Regions from separate parts of the Sus scrofa genome. Here region 2 is linked to region 1. The links are chromatin contacts, called in public HiChIP or PLAC-seq maps. All regions are on one chromosome and are shown on one strand. Each heading gives the region's core, a stretch centred on a gene start, on an enhancer-like site or on the middle of the called end of the contact. The rest is flanking DNA. Distances are from core to core; before and after follow the strand shown. Region 1 overlaps TTC3 (E3 ubiquitin-protein ligase TTC3). Region 2 overlaps DYRK1A (dual specificity tyrosine-phosphorylation-regulated kinase 1A).

Region 1 (6,553 bases), core at 1,168-3,667:
GGGAACCACCATATGCTGAGGGAAGCAGCCCTAGAAAAGGCAAAAAAAAAAAAAAACCCTCAGCTAATTAGGAGTGTAAAAATCTTCAATCTGATAAAGGGCGTCTATGAAAAACCTACAGCAAACATCATCCTTAGTGGCAAGAGGCTGAGCGCTTTCAGCCTCTGTGGTGGTTGGAGAAATTTCTGTTGCCACGTGAGAACCTGAGCTGTGCGGGCTGAAGGGGAAGGAGCAGCCAGCAGGTGAACTGCTGGAGCAGCAAGCTGGCCGAGTGGGGCAAATGCCAACTCTGGTATTTCCCAGCTATGTGACCTCGGGGAAGTTACGTGACCTTTGGGTTTGTTTCCTCACCTGTAAAATGGGGGTAAGAGGTAGTTCTATTTTGCAGGCCTCTTGGAGAAATTAAGTGCTGAGATGTTTGCAATCACTCAGTGCAGTACCCAGAACATTCTACTACACTCGAGAAATGGCTGTTTGTAGACAACATGTGGGAGACAGGGACGGGCAGAAGCTGTGTCTGGGGCTTGTGAGGCAGGTTGGATGGGGCGGGAGGCACCAGATTCAGAGGTTACCCTGGCCAGGTTGCAGTGGTGGCTCTGAGCCTGAGCTGGGGTATTTTTTAAGTGCTCACTGTGCAGCTACTACATGCAAGCACACTCATTGAATCCTTCTTGTATGAAGGTGGAAACTGAAGCTGCAAGAGGTGGAATAATTTGCCAAAGGCACACTACCAAAGGGATGCGGGCAGCATGGGGCGGGAGAGAGGCGTGGGTGTCGGCCTGTGGGGGGCGCTGAAAGGGTGCCGGCTGCTGCAGGCCGGCGCTGAGGTGAGGGCTACACAGTCTAGGTGGGGGAAGGGAAGTAAAGAGGAGGCTGAGGACCTGGGGTGGAAGGTGGCAGGGAGGGAAGGGGCTCCGGTCCAGGATACGTGGGCCGGCCGGTGTCCCCGCCACCCTGCAAGGTGGATGCAGTGAAGGTAGGTGATTAGAGGGGAATGGGGTGGGGTCGAGGGGCTGAGGGGAGGCAAGGGTCACTTAGGAGGCTGATGAATGCAGCTGAAATCGTATCCGAAATGCTCTCTGCCTGGCCCGGGGCTGTCCCCTGTGACTCCAAGCATATGGAACAAGGGTCAGCCGCAGACTGCACTGCCGGGCAGCTGCTGAAATACCTCACCATCTGCTGCGCTCAGGTCCGAGCCCCAACCCCCAGCCCCCTGGCCCAGAGAACTTCCCACCTCTGCACCGGCCACCAGAGCAGAGGCTGACCTTGGCCTCCTGCTCCTTCCACACCAGCAGGTGGAAAGCTCTGCTCCTGCCTTTCCTCTTTCTGGGTGCTGCCCTTCCTTTCCGCCACAGCTCCTCCCCGCCTTCTTCCAGGGGGGCCTCCATGCAAATGTCACCCCTGGCCTGGTCTCAAGTCGTGACCCTCCTCCCCTCCCAGGCACACGGCTTCGTCCCCTTCTGGCTCCATTTTTCTCCAGATTTGCAGAGACATACCAAACACCTGCCATTAGTGTCGAACTCACCGGGCTCCCCCACTGGAACGCCAAGGACCCGAGGACAGGCCTCTCGTTTCTTCTGTCCCCTGTCACATCGCCAGCACTTAGAGCAGTGCCCTCATGTGCTGGACAGAATAGAGATTTGGTGACTGAATGGAGAGCCCATCAAAAGGTCAAGGCCATGTGGCTCACTCCTGAGGGCACAGCGGGGATGCACAGAGGCTCCCTTGGAGAAGGGAAGGGGTGACGAGGTCCCTGTCCCCCCAGGAGAGGCCACAGTGGGGACAAGGAGATGTAGGCATGGCTGTCTCATACAGGCCCAGGAAATAGGGCTTGATGGCCACATCTGTCACAGGGAAGGGTTGCAGCAAGGGCTAAGCCTCCGCTTTCAAAGGCCTGACCAAGTTAGAGGTGGTGGTAGTTTTAAACCTGGAAGCAAAAGCAATGTGGCCTCCGGTGAGGCCCCAGTGAGAGCCGGAGTCCCGCTGGCTCTGGAAGCACGTGGTCGATCCATTCAATTGCTTTCTTTCTTCAGAGGCTGGCTCACCCCACTGGGATAGGGTGGCACTTCAGGACACGGAGCTTGGAGCCAACAGCAGATTTCTTGAAACTGGTAGCGGGGAGATCTAAATTAAGAAGACCTTTCTATCACACCAAAGAACAGAAGCTGAAAGAGAGGGCTGAAGGAATTAGGCAAAATGCCTTTATACACAATGTTGAAAAGTGGAGGGAAAAATGTTAGAAAACAGAATGGTATTTATTCACTGGGAAGCCAAGGTATTTGCTGAGAACAATGACACCTCTGTTTGATGCAAAAACACCTTAGAAAGCGCGAGCCCTCTCTTTGACGTGTCCTGCACAGCAGCCGGGAATAAACACCAGCTGCTCTGCGGTAGCGGCTCCCGGCTGAGCGCTGGCCCCGCTTCGTGCCCCATCCTCCCTCCCGCGGGAAGCCGATGAGTCAGCAGCCGCTGGCCTGGGCCATCCTCACGCTCCTTTCTTGTTGGGCAACCCTGAAGCTCATGGGCTTTGGATTTACCAGCATGCTCCTGAGGCAGGGCCTGGCCGGAGCAAGGAAGGAGCCTTCCTTGGTTTTTAGCAGAGGAGGAGCAGCAGCAGAGCCGGGCATGACGGGGGAGCACGGGGGCCTCGGGAGGGGCTACTTAACTCACTGAGCGAGGGCCAGGGATCGAACCTTCATCCTCATGGATACTAGTTGGGTTGATTACCACTGAGCCATGATGGGAATGCCAATTCAATTTTTAATAGTTGTTGCGTTTAACAGTTAGCTGGCAAAAGTCCTGAAAATTTAACAACTAGCTCATTCCTGGGGCTGGTTCAATGTGTGCACTTTTCTGTGGTTACTGTTTTCAATAAAACTAAATTTTTAAAAAGACAATAAACCTGGGCCCCGTGTTTCCTGCAGAAGCTTCATCATTTTATCTTTCACATTTAGGGCATTAGGAAACATGAATTGATGTTTCCGTGTGGTGTGAGATCAATGTTTTCTTCCCAAATGTATACCCCAAATTATTATATTTAATGCAGCTAAAAACTTTTCTTCAGATTATTGATGGTTGTCTCATTAGGATTTTGTAGCTTTCTAGTGCTGTTTAATTTCTGGATTTTTGCTAAACATTTTCTTTTTTTCCCCTTCCTTCCCCTTTAAAGGGTAAACAGGAAGAGATGATATAAACTGGAGGTGAAGAGAACAGGTCTCACCTCAAACTCCCGGGGGAGTTGGGCTTGCACGCCTCCTCCGCTGCGGTCGGCCTGCGCCTGCCTCCCCCAGGCATGCAGCACTGGTTCTAAACCCAAACTGAACAGAAGTGCTCACCCAGGTAATCTGGGAAAGCCACAGGTGAGAGGATCCTTTACTATAGAATCACGATGCCATCAAAGTCAACCCGGAGATTTCAGGAACACAACTGTTATTTTTCAAAATAACTTCGAGGTGACCTGACTTCTTCTTGACCTTTTGTCCGTCTGACTACGTTCCACAGTCAGGCTTCACTGAGGAATCTAAGTCTTGACCTAATAAAGCTTTTCCTCTGCAGGCCCAGCAAGCTCTCCCCCTGTGCCAATCCTGACCTCAGCAATGATCACTAGCTTCCTGTAATGCGCTGGGCAATATGCAGACACTTTTCAGAAATTTTATTTATATATTTTTAGGGCCGCACCTGCAGCACATGGAAGTCCCCGAGCTAGGGGCTGAATTGGAGCTATAGCTACCGGCTTATACCACAGCCACACCGGATCGGAGCCACCATCTGCGACCTACACCTCAGCTCACAGCAACGCTGGATCCTAACTCACTGAGCAAGGCCAGGAATCGAAGCCACATCTTCATGGATACCAGTCAGGTTCTTAACCCACCGAACCACAATGGGAACTCCTTATTATTAATCTAGACACCTCTCTTGATACTTCTTTAAGGGCCCTTCTCACCACCTGAAATTACATTCTGAATTTGCTTTTTGTCTATCACTGAAAGAGTCCTTGCCCCACCTTCACTGCCGCATCAGGATGTGAGCACCCCCTCCCCTGCAAAAAAGGAGTTCTCGTTGCGGTGTAGCAGAAACGAATCCAACCAGGAACCGTGAGGTTACAGGTCTGATCCCTGTCCTTGCTCAGTGGGTTAGGAATCCAGCGTTGTCGTGAGCTGTGGGGTAGGTCGCAGATGTGGCTTGGATCTGGTGTTGCTGTGGCTCTGGTGTAGGCCGGCAGCAACAGCTCCGATTAGACCCCTAGCCTGGGAACCTCCACCTGCCGCAGGTGCGGCCCTATAAAGACAAGGGGGGGGGGGAAAGGATGTGAGCTCAGGGCCTGGTGCACAGTAGGTACTCCACACATTTGTTTTCACTGGTCTGAGGCTGCCCAGCCTTCTCAGCAAAGCACTGAAGGCACATGGCTCTGTGAAGGCGGACATGTCCTCTGAACAGATGTCAGAATGAAGAGGGGAAGGGGGATTAGATACGACTGATGATCCATTCTTCTTACGATTATTCTTTTAACAAATTTTGATGATTAACATCTATTAATCACATTTGATTAAAGATAAAACACCTGAAATGTATTTATCTTTTTTGTCTTTCTAGGGCTGCACCTGCAGCATATGGACGTTCCTAGGCCACAGGTCGAACTGGAGCTGTAGCTGCCCGCCTACACCACAGCCCCACAGCCACAGCATCCTTAACCCACCGAGCGAGGCCAGGGATCAAACCCGCGTCCTCATGGATGCTAGCTGGGTACGTGGACCACCGAGCCACGACGGGAACTCCTGGAATGGATTTCTTCCTCCTTTTCAGGACGGGTCACACTGGAGATGTTTCGGTCCTCCTTCTGACAAGTCATCCGATCCACAACCCGGTCTTTGCGTTTCATCAGCATCATCAGCAAGTACCTCATGTTGTCTTTTACCTGTTTCCTTTAATCTCTTTCTCCAGAGAGGGTCATCCGGTGGAAAAACTACCTGAAAGAGTTCCATTCCTTCCGTTTTGCGGTGTGATCTCTTTGCCTACCTGCTTCCACTGTACAGTCTTTGAAATTACCTTTAAAATGTAGAAACATTTTGCTGGGGTACCATTTCAATGTTACGCATTATTTATAGCATAAACTTTTCACCAAGGGAAATATACTCTTAGGAATAGTCACTGCTTTAAGTTAGACACTATTTTGGATTAAACGCTATCAGACTAAAGTCAGAGACTGATAAAACTGGCTTTTTTTTTTCTTTTCTGGTCAGCCCATGGCATTAGGAGATCTTTGGCCGGGGGTCAGATCTGAGCTGCAGTTGCTGCAGATTCAACCTGTGTCATACCAGGTCCTGTCTATAATCCACTGTTCCGGGCTGAGGATCGAACCTGCACTCCAGCACTCCAGAGACGTCACCGATCCTGTCGTGCCACAGTGGGAACTTCAGTACCTGCTTTCTCCAATCATCTAAGTGCTCAACACACCCAGAAGGTCCTCTAAGAGGGACACCCTTCAGATTAGCCTCAGCAGTCCATGAGCCCAAAGGATCAAAAGCTCTTGAAATCTGGTCCGATATGAAACATCCATGTGGAGTTCCTATTGTGGCTCAGTGGAAATGAACCTGACTGGTATCCATTAGAACGCAGGTTCAATTCCTGGCCCCCCTGAGTGGGTGAAGGATCCCGCGTCACCATGAGTTGAGGTGTAGCTTACAGACTTGGCTCGGATCTGGCACTGCTGTGGCTATGGTGTAGGCTGGCAGCTGCAGCTCCAGTATGACCCCTAGCCTGGGAACTTCAATATGCCATGGGTGCAGCCCTAAAAAGCAGTAACTAACTAACTAAATAAATAAAAACAAAACCAAACAAAACCCAAAAAACAACAGCAACAAAAAAATCCATGAGCATATTTAGTTCATGTCAAACGGCTCCGGACGGGTCCAAATATCAAGGACATTTTGCTTTGGACCAAACGTCTACTAACCATCAGAAGTGTTCTCAAAAACTCAATACTGAGGAATGCAATCTGATTAACGTTCTTATATGTTGTCACATGAAAAAAAATCTCTTACCGTAGCCTACAATAGGGACCTCTATCATCTCTGTAAAAAACTGAGTTTGCCAACCTCTATTTAGGCACAAAGGATGTTTTGATCCAGGCTCTAAAAAGCCCTAAGACTGCTTTGTTAGACGCAGACGTACCACGGCTCTCCTTTCAGAATGAAGTCACCTTTTAAAACGCTGGCGTAGTGTATGTCGTGTCCTGAATTTTCAAGAACACATTTTAAACATCATTTGATAAAGAATGGATAAGCACGACAGGAAACAGATCATTTTAGAATACTCTTTATTTTGACACTTAGAGGACACGGGTAAGGCATGTTCACAACTACGCTTGAAGTCACGTACAAAACACCTCGCACTGTCCAGCCGCTCCTCCCTCCCTGGTACCTGCTGCTACAAACTCGTCCCTATGCATCTTCAGACCCACGGTCCTCGGTTACTGTGAACATGCAGACAGTGTTTTAAGGATCTGCTTCAAGATATGGGGTGAGCTTCTAGGCACTACGTCACTAGGACA
Region 2 (6,553 bases), core at 1,263-3,762, 330 kb before region 1:
TCCATAAGGCCAAAGGTTATCCCAAAGACCACCACTCAGACCTCCCCAGGACTGGCCATGACTGACCCGTTGATTGCTTCTCAGTGCACCTTGGTTAGGAGACCAGTCACGTTCCATCACTATCTCACTGTGGCCTCGACAACGGGAGACCCACAGGATCCCAGGTAATTGCTGCTTTGCTCCTCAGTAGGTTCAGACAGGAGAGTTCTGATCCCGCCACGTAGCATGCTTACTGTGCCTTACAAACTCCAATACAGCCGTCCCTTCCATACAGCTGAAGGTGATGTCGGTGTGAGCGGGAGGTCCCTCTTCCTTACAGTACTGCATTTCCGCACCCAAGTGTGTTCAGAGGACTCAAAAACCAAACTTCCCACCCCCCACCCAAAACAAAACCAAACCAAACAAAAACGGGGGGGAAAAAGGAAAAACAAAAAGGGGAAAGAAACACCCTCATGGGGCCCTTTATGCGAATTATGTGCAGTGCCTTTTATTTTAAAACTAGTTGGCAAATGATCAAGACCAACATCTGAACAATAACGTCTGTGGAATAGAAAGACAAAAAACCCCACTATGACTGGGATGTGGCAAGTTAAAATGGGGGAGGCAAAAAGAGGACACCTCTGAGCTATCCATGAAGATGGGTTTGGACATGGCTCTTTTAAAAACTTCATTGTCCCTTTGCAATCTTTTCAAGTTAAAAAAAAAAAAAAAAAAAAAAAGTCAGCTTTGCCCTCTTGTAGCGGTTCAGTGTGTTAATCTCCTTCTGATTCAAGCAGCTTTGCACTTTGTTTTTTGGAAAAAAACACCACTTCTATAAAAACACACAAGAAACAAACTCAAGTTTCAATTTAGTCACGAGCTAGCTACAGGACTCTGTTGCACACAAACTCCTGTCATGGGGGACTCTTCTCTATCGGCCCCTTGCCTCATTGTCAGATGTCCTTCAGTCATGTAATGTGCAGGACCTGTATTAGCAGAAAATTGGTATGTCGGATGTCCAGCTATGCCAGTCTCTTGGCGGGGATTGGAGTAGACGGTTAAGTTAACGTCCATAGCTCCATTCTGTCCAAAGTCCAAGGTATTAGCAGCCACTGGGCGATTCTGGTAGGCCTGGTTGCCTTGATTACCAGTAGAGGAGGAAGATGTCGAGGAGGAAGTAGTTGAGGAGGACAGGGATGTCATGGAGTGGTGACTATGGCCAACCTCCATAGAATCCTGGGTAGAGGAGCTATTTGTTGGAGAATTGTAGACCCTTGGCCTGGTCCGGTTACCCAAGGCTTGTTGTCCATGGTGGTGGTGGTGGTGGTGGTGGTGGTGGTGGTGGTGATGGGAACTGTTTCCGTGGTGATGATGCAATGCATTCTGTTGAGGGGCTACATGAAAGGTTGTTTCTTGAACGGGATGAGTTTCAACAGTGACTTGTGTAGGAGCATCAGTGCCTGACCAAGCAATGGGAGCAGGAAATTGCTGACGCACCTGTAAGAACAGATTTTAAAACAAGGTATTCAGAGTGCCGTTTCCAAGCTTTACTTTCCAGTTAACAGCTATGATGCCAGCATTTGCACTGATCAGAAAGAGGGTTTTGAAGTTTTAAGGTGTTAGATAGTTCTATAACATAAACTTCCAAATATGTTCAAGAGTGAAAACGATTTTACCATGAAAGCTGCAACTTTTAGCAAGTTATACCCATGAACAGGCGCATATATTTTACTGGCCACTTTCTTTCCTCGGAAGCATTATTTATACCAGGTTTCAGCAAATTTTTTCTGGAAAGAGCCAGACTGTAAGTATCTGACAGGTCCAAAGGGAACTCTTTACTCTCCCCCTCGAGCCCGTTCTCTCTCCATCCTTCCTATTTTAAGAGAAGCACCACTACCCCTCTAGCTGTTCAACCACTCCTCCATCCAAACAATCACAAGTACTACTAAAACAGAACTCAAATCCGGCCTCTTTTCTCTATCTCCACCACCATAACTCTATCCTAGGCCACCATCATCTCTTGCCTAGACTAATTCCACAGCCTCCTACTCAACTCCCATCTTTCCCCTTCCCCAAGCCATTCTCCAAAGAGCAGCAAGAACAGTCTTTTTAAAACACAAATCCAGGAGTTCCCGCTGTGGTGCAGTGGGTTAAGAATCCATAAACAATCCGCTCAGTCCAGCCACCTGAGTCCCCACTACACCGGGTCTTCCTTCTTCTGCTCTACCTTGACCAGGTCAACATCTTTCAAATGCCTCCGAGCAGCTGCACTTACTGTTCCCTTCTGCTTAGAAGGCTCGATTTCTAATTTCTGTGTGGATGCCTACTTCTTATCATTTCAGTTCCAAAGTCTTCCCACACCAGTCTAGCTAAGATGGTCCCAACTCCTGTGGCAGAGGCTACTAGTTGTCCTCAAAAACCATATTCTTCTTCCTGACCACATGACTGCATTACGCTCACTCCCCAGCCCCCCCTGCACTTAGACACAGCCGTGTTACTATTTTAGTCAACTGAATATGAATGCAAGTTGCTATGTTACAGCCACCTCAGGCCCACAAACACCTCCCAAGTCCTTCTGCCTGCTGGACACAGCCGATAACCAGGCCCATAGGAATGGCGCAAGACGGTGGGAACCCGAGCCGCGGGAGAGAGCCACTGAACCTCAGTGCCCACTCCAGACTACCGTGTAAAAATGAAACTTCACATCCTCTAAGTTACCACATTTTGGAACCCTGTCTGTTATCAGTTGGGCCTGCTTGAATTAATACATTCTCACCCAACAAACAGCAATTCTAGAGTACATCCTGACTTCCCAGGTAATAGTACTTGGAATTTCTAGTCATTTAGTTCATTTTGTTTATTTACTGTGTCATTGTAAGCTCTAGGAAGGCAATACTCGTGTCTTTATCACCAGTGGCTAGCAAAGACCATTAAGTATTTACTCAATGAAGGTGGTCTCAAAATCTAATACAAGAAATTTTCTTTTTTTGTGCTTTTTAGGACTGCACCCATATGGCATATGGAAGTTCCCAGGCTAGGGGTCAAATCGGAGCTGTAGCCACTGGCCTAGGCCACAGCCACAGAAACTGGGGATCCAAGCCGCATTTGTGACCTACACCACAGCTCACGGCAACACCAGATCCTTAACCCACTGAGTGAGGCCAGGGATCAAACCCTCATCCTCATGGATACTAGTCAGGCTCGTTCCCTGAGTCACAACAGGAAACCCCGAATTCAAGAAATATTATTGAAAATAATCCAGTAGAAAAATAGAAAGTTCTCAGAAAATACCATTGGCTCTTAAAACTATGAACCTACTCAAATTCATGCATAGGAAGAAATAAGAACAATATAACCATTCTCTGTCCAACACCAGTTGTCATTTCAGACTAGCCGCACTGACTGCTTCTCCAAACTCAGCTGGCTGCAGCTAAATTGGTAAAACTATATGGAGGGCAATTTGGCAACAGTTATCAAAATGACAAACCACATTACTCTTTGATCCAACAGTCTTATGTCCAGGAATTTATATCACAGATAAACTGCATGAGTGTGGAGGATTTATATTTAGAGTTGTTTATTAAAGCATTATTTGTAGTAGTAAAAAAAGATTAAAAATAAGCTAAAAGGGGACTGCATTAATAGGGAAAACTACTGAAATGACTCACGGAATATCTGAACAACAGAATGCTGTGTGACTACTAAAAACCAAACGAAAAGAAGGAAAATGCTCTTTATGTAATGATAGGGAAAGAGCTCCATAATATATGTTTAAAAGTATATGTAAACCTGTTAAAATAAAAAAACAGGATACGAAATACTGTGCCTGTACAAAGGTTAGGTGAAGAACACAGAATTGCATTTGCATGCATATGTATAAACTCTCAAACACCAGTAACATTAATTTAGAATTCGGTGGCTAGAGGACATGGAAGGAGGATTTTTTTCATTGAATCCTCTTTTACATTTATCTTGAAACCACGTGAACATCTCAATTATTCAAAAATTAAGTAAGAAAGGATGTGAGGCAAATGAGGAGCAATAATGACTTCTGCTGACTACAGGCCGGAGGTGTACACACGTCTTAGGTCCTTGCTGGTTTGTGTCCCTCCTGGTACCCAGCCGTATCCTGGCAGCACTGACTCTACCTGGAGGAGAAGGGAAGGAAAAGAAGAAAGGAGCTCCTTCTGAAGAGGTAGGGAAAGCCCCTGGCAGTGATCTCTAAGACCCGAAGGATACACAGTAACAGTTACCAAAGCAGGGAGGGAAGGAAAGAGTGTTCGAGGCCGAGCAGAGCCGGTGTGAGAAAGGCCAAAGGGAGGAGGACGCTCCTGCCGAAAAAAGAAAAAAACGCCACTGAGACCAGAGTGCCTGCAGATGAGGGATGACCTGAGTAGGGCCAGATCACAGAAATCACTTTTTTTTAAACACGAAAGACAAAAGCATTGAAAGCAGGGGACAGAGCCGGATCAGACTGCTGTAGTGAACACTCACCTGGCTGCAGAGAAGAGAAAAGGTGGACTGGTGAATGAAACCGAACACTTCAAGTCAAGTGAGGACACCCTTTACAGTAAGATAGGCTGAAGTCAGAATCCATACTGTTTACCACTCGATTCAGTGTGGGTGGGTAGGCAGGAGGAGTCAAGGATTAACTCCCCAAGCACCCGGTACAAGACTTGAGCAAAGGGGTGAATTCAGGGCCATTTACACCAAGAACAGAAAAAAGCAGAGGAGCTGTGCTGGAGGAGGAAATGGTGGTTTACAGGACACGAATTTGTTGTGCCATGCTGTGTAGACTTTCAAAGTGATATTTCTAGTAAATGATTAGAAATAAAGAGGTGGGGCTCAGGAGTGACGTCTAGGCCAGAAATAAAGATGCAAAGTGACTTACATCAGGATGGTAGCTAATCGCTGGTAAGAGCAGGGGAGGTCACCAGGAAGTGTCTAAGGTGAGAGAGAGGGCACACAACACCTACGGTTACACGACGGCCGAAGAAGAGAATCCAAAATGGAGACAGTGAAGGAAGGGCCGCGGGCCAGGATTAGGGCCCTTCTGGCAAGAAAGGCACAGAAGAGGGCTTCAAGGGGCAGGGAGAAGCCAGCGCTGTCAATGTGAGCGAGGCACAAAGAGGGTGACTCCGCAGGAGCCGTTTCCCGATCAGGAGGCAGCCCCCTGGAGGAAGCTGCAGAGTCGTAAAGGGGAGGAAACAGGGCCCAGGGGCAGCAGAGACGTGGGGGGAGAAGGCCCCGGGCCAACGGGAGAGGCCCAGGGTTGACCAGGTGCCGACGGGGAGAGAGCCAGCAGAGGCGGCCAAGCGGCAGCGGAGCAGAGGACAGAGCAGGCAGGAGAGGGGAAGGCCGAGGCGGGCTGGCCGCGCCGGAAGCTGCCGCGTCTGTGACCAGGGCCGGAGACCAGCAGCCGCCGCGCCGAGGCTGGACGAGGCCTCTGGTGACACGCTCCTCTCTGAACGCGGTTCCTTACACGGCGGCGAGTGAGTGAGTGAGGAGGGAGAAGGGAAGACCAAAGGTTTCTAAGAGGAAGACAAGACTGTGAGACAGCTACTAAAGAGAATGCAAGTGGGACGAGGCGACCGGGAAACGGGGGCGCCTGCTCTGCCGGGGCCGGGGCCGGGGCATGACCGGAGGGACAACGGTGCCCACGGGCGTGCTCTCCTCCACGGCGCGCAGCAGGCCTGGACCCGAGAGAGGGCGTGCTCCTCATCCTCTTCCATTTGCCTTCACTCATCAAGTGTATTCTGGCCTCTTGTCCTGAGACACCTTAACAGAGTACTCAGGAGCACTGACTTACTATTTTACAAAAAGGCTCTAAGGACATTTTTACTACTCCATCTGCTTCACTTCTTACAAAATGTACCTACTCAGACCCTCTTAAAGGGTTTAGAAAACAAACAAAAAACCTTCAAAACAAAGCAACATGAAGGTGAAAATCCAACCGCGAACGGACTATGAATCTACAACTATCAATACTAAAAGATCACGGGAGGCTGGAGGGTGCAGCAATTAAGATCATGAGCCTCAGAAAGTTATTCTAACCTATCAAGTCTCAGGGCCCACTGTAAAATGAAAATCCAAACGGCGCAGGGCTCAAGTGGCTGCCACAGTAGATGAGCCAGAACGCAGGAAGAAAACGCCTGGAGGGACAGCTGGCACGCACTCAGGAGGTGCTAGCTATTTCTAAACAAGAAGGGAGGAGATTATTAGGATGTGCTGCTCTAGCCGTAAGGAAGTTAGAATACCTTCCCAATGAGGGAGCTATGAACCTTTAAATGACGTAACTGTCCCAGAGATACCTGGCATCCGACACTGCTACCCCCGGCACGGCAGAGGGTGGTACGACAGCTCACCTGGGGACTGTGTGTCTCACAGTCCATGGCCTGGACGGCGGCCGTGAAGTGCCCACCGCTGTGCCGATGCTGGTGCGTTGGGTCCGACCTGGCTCGCCCACTGTTGCTCGTCCCCGACGATCCACCTTGAGCATCAGGACACAATACAACTTGTGAGTTTTAAGTAAATTTTTTTCAAGTATATATCATAAAAGTGTAACATTAAAACT

What was found. HiChIP or PLAC-seq counts read pairs in DNA pulled down with a chosen protein or histone mark.
Region 2: a contact with region 1 is called in an H3K27ac HiChIP or PLAC-seq map of skeletal muscle. The contact joins two enhancer-like sites. A contact is called at or near these places in 1 of 47 Hi-C or Micro-C datasets (fetal heart ventricle) and 1 of 2 datasets of contacts at active chromatin or transcription factors (skeletal muscle).

What each region holds. Positions count from the first base shown.
Region 1 is chr13:200,821,670-200,828,222 of Sscrofa11.1, reverse strand. TTC3 (E3 ubiquitin-protein ligase TTC3) reads right to left here. Exons shown (of 47, transcript XM_021070969.1): 47 at 6,303-6,553. Among named protein-coding and RNA genes, the nearest start is that of DSCR3, 100 kb to the left of the region's middle. Within about 2 kb of position 2,417, at least 41 of the 83 cell types and tissues checked have an H3K27ac peak or open chromatin away from gene starts, as enhancers often do. A contact at or near this core is called in skeletal muscle, where this site is marked.
Region 2 is chr13:201,151,605-201,158,157 of Sscrofa11.1, reverse strand. It overlaps DYRK1A (dual specificity tyrosine-phosphorylation-regulated kinase 1A), which reads right to left. Exons shown (of 12, transcript XM_005670334.3): 11 at 6,345-6,469; 12 at 1-1,476. The coding sequence ends at 853. Among named protein-coding and RNA genes, the nearest start is that of DYRK1A, 150 kb to the right of the region's middle. Within about 2 kb of position 2,512, at least 5 of the 83 cell types and tissues checked have an H3K27ac peak or open chromatin away from gene starts, as enhancers often do. A contact at or near this core is called in skeletal muscle, where this site is marked.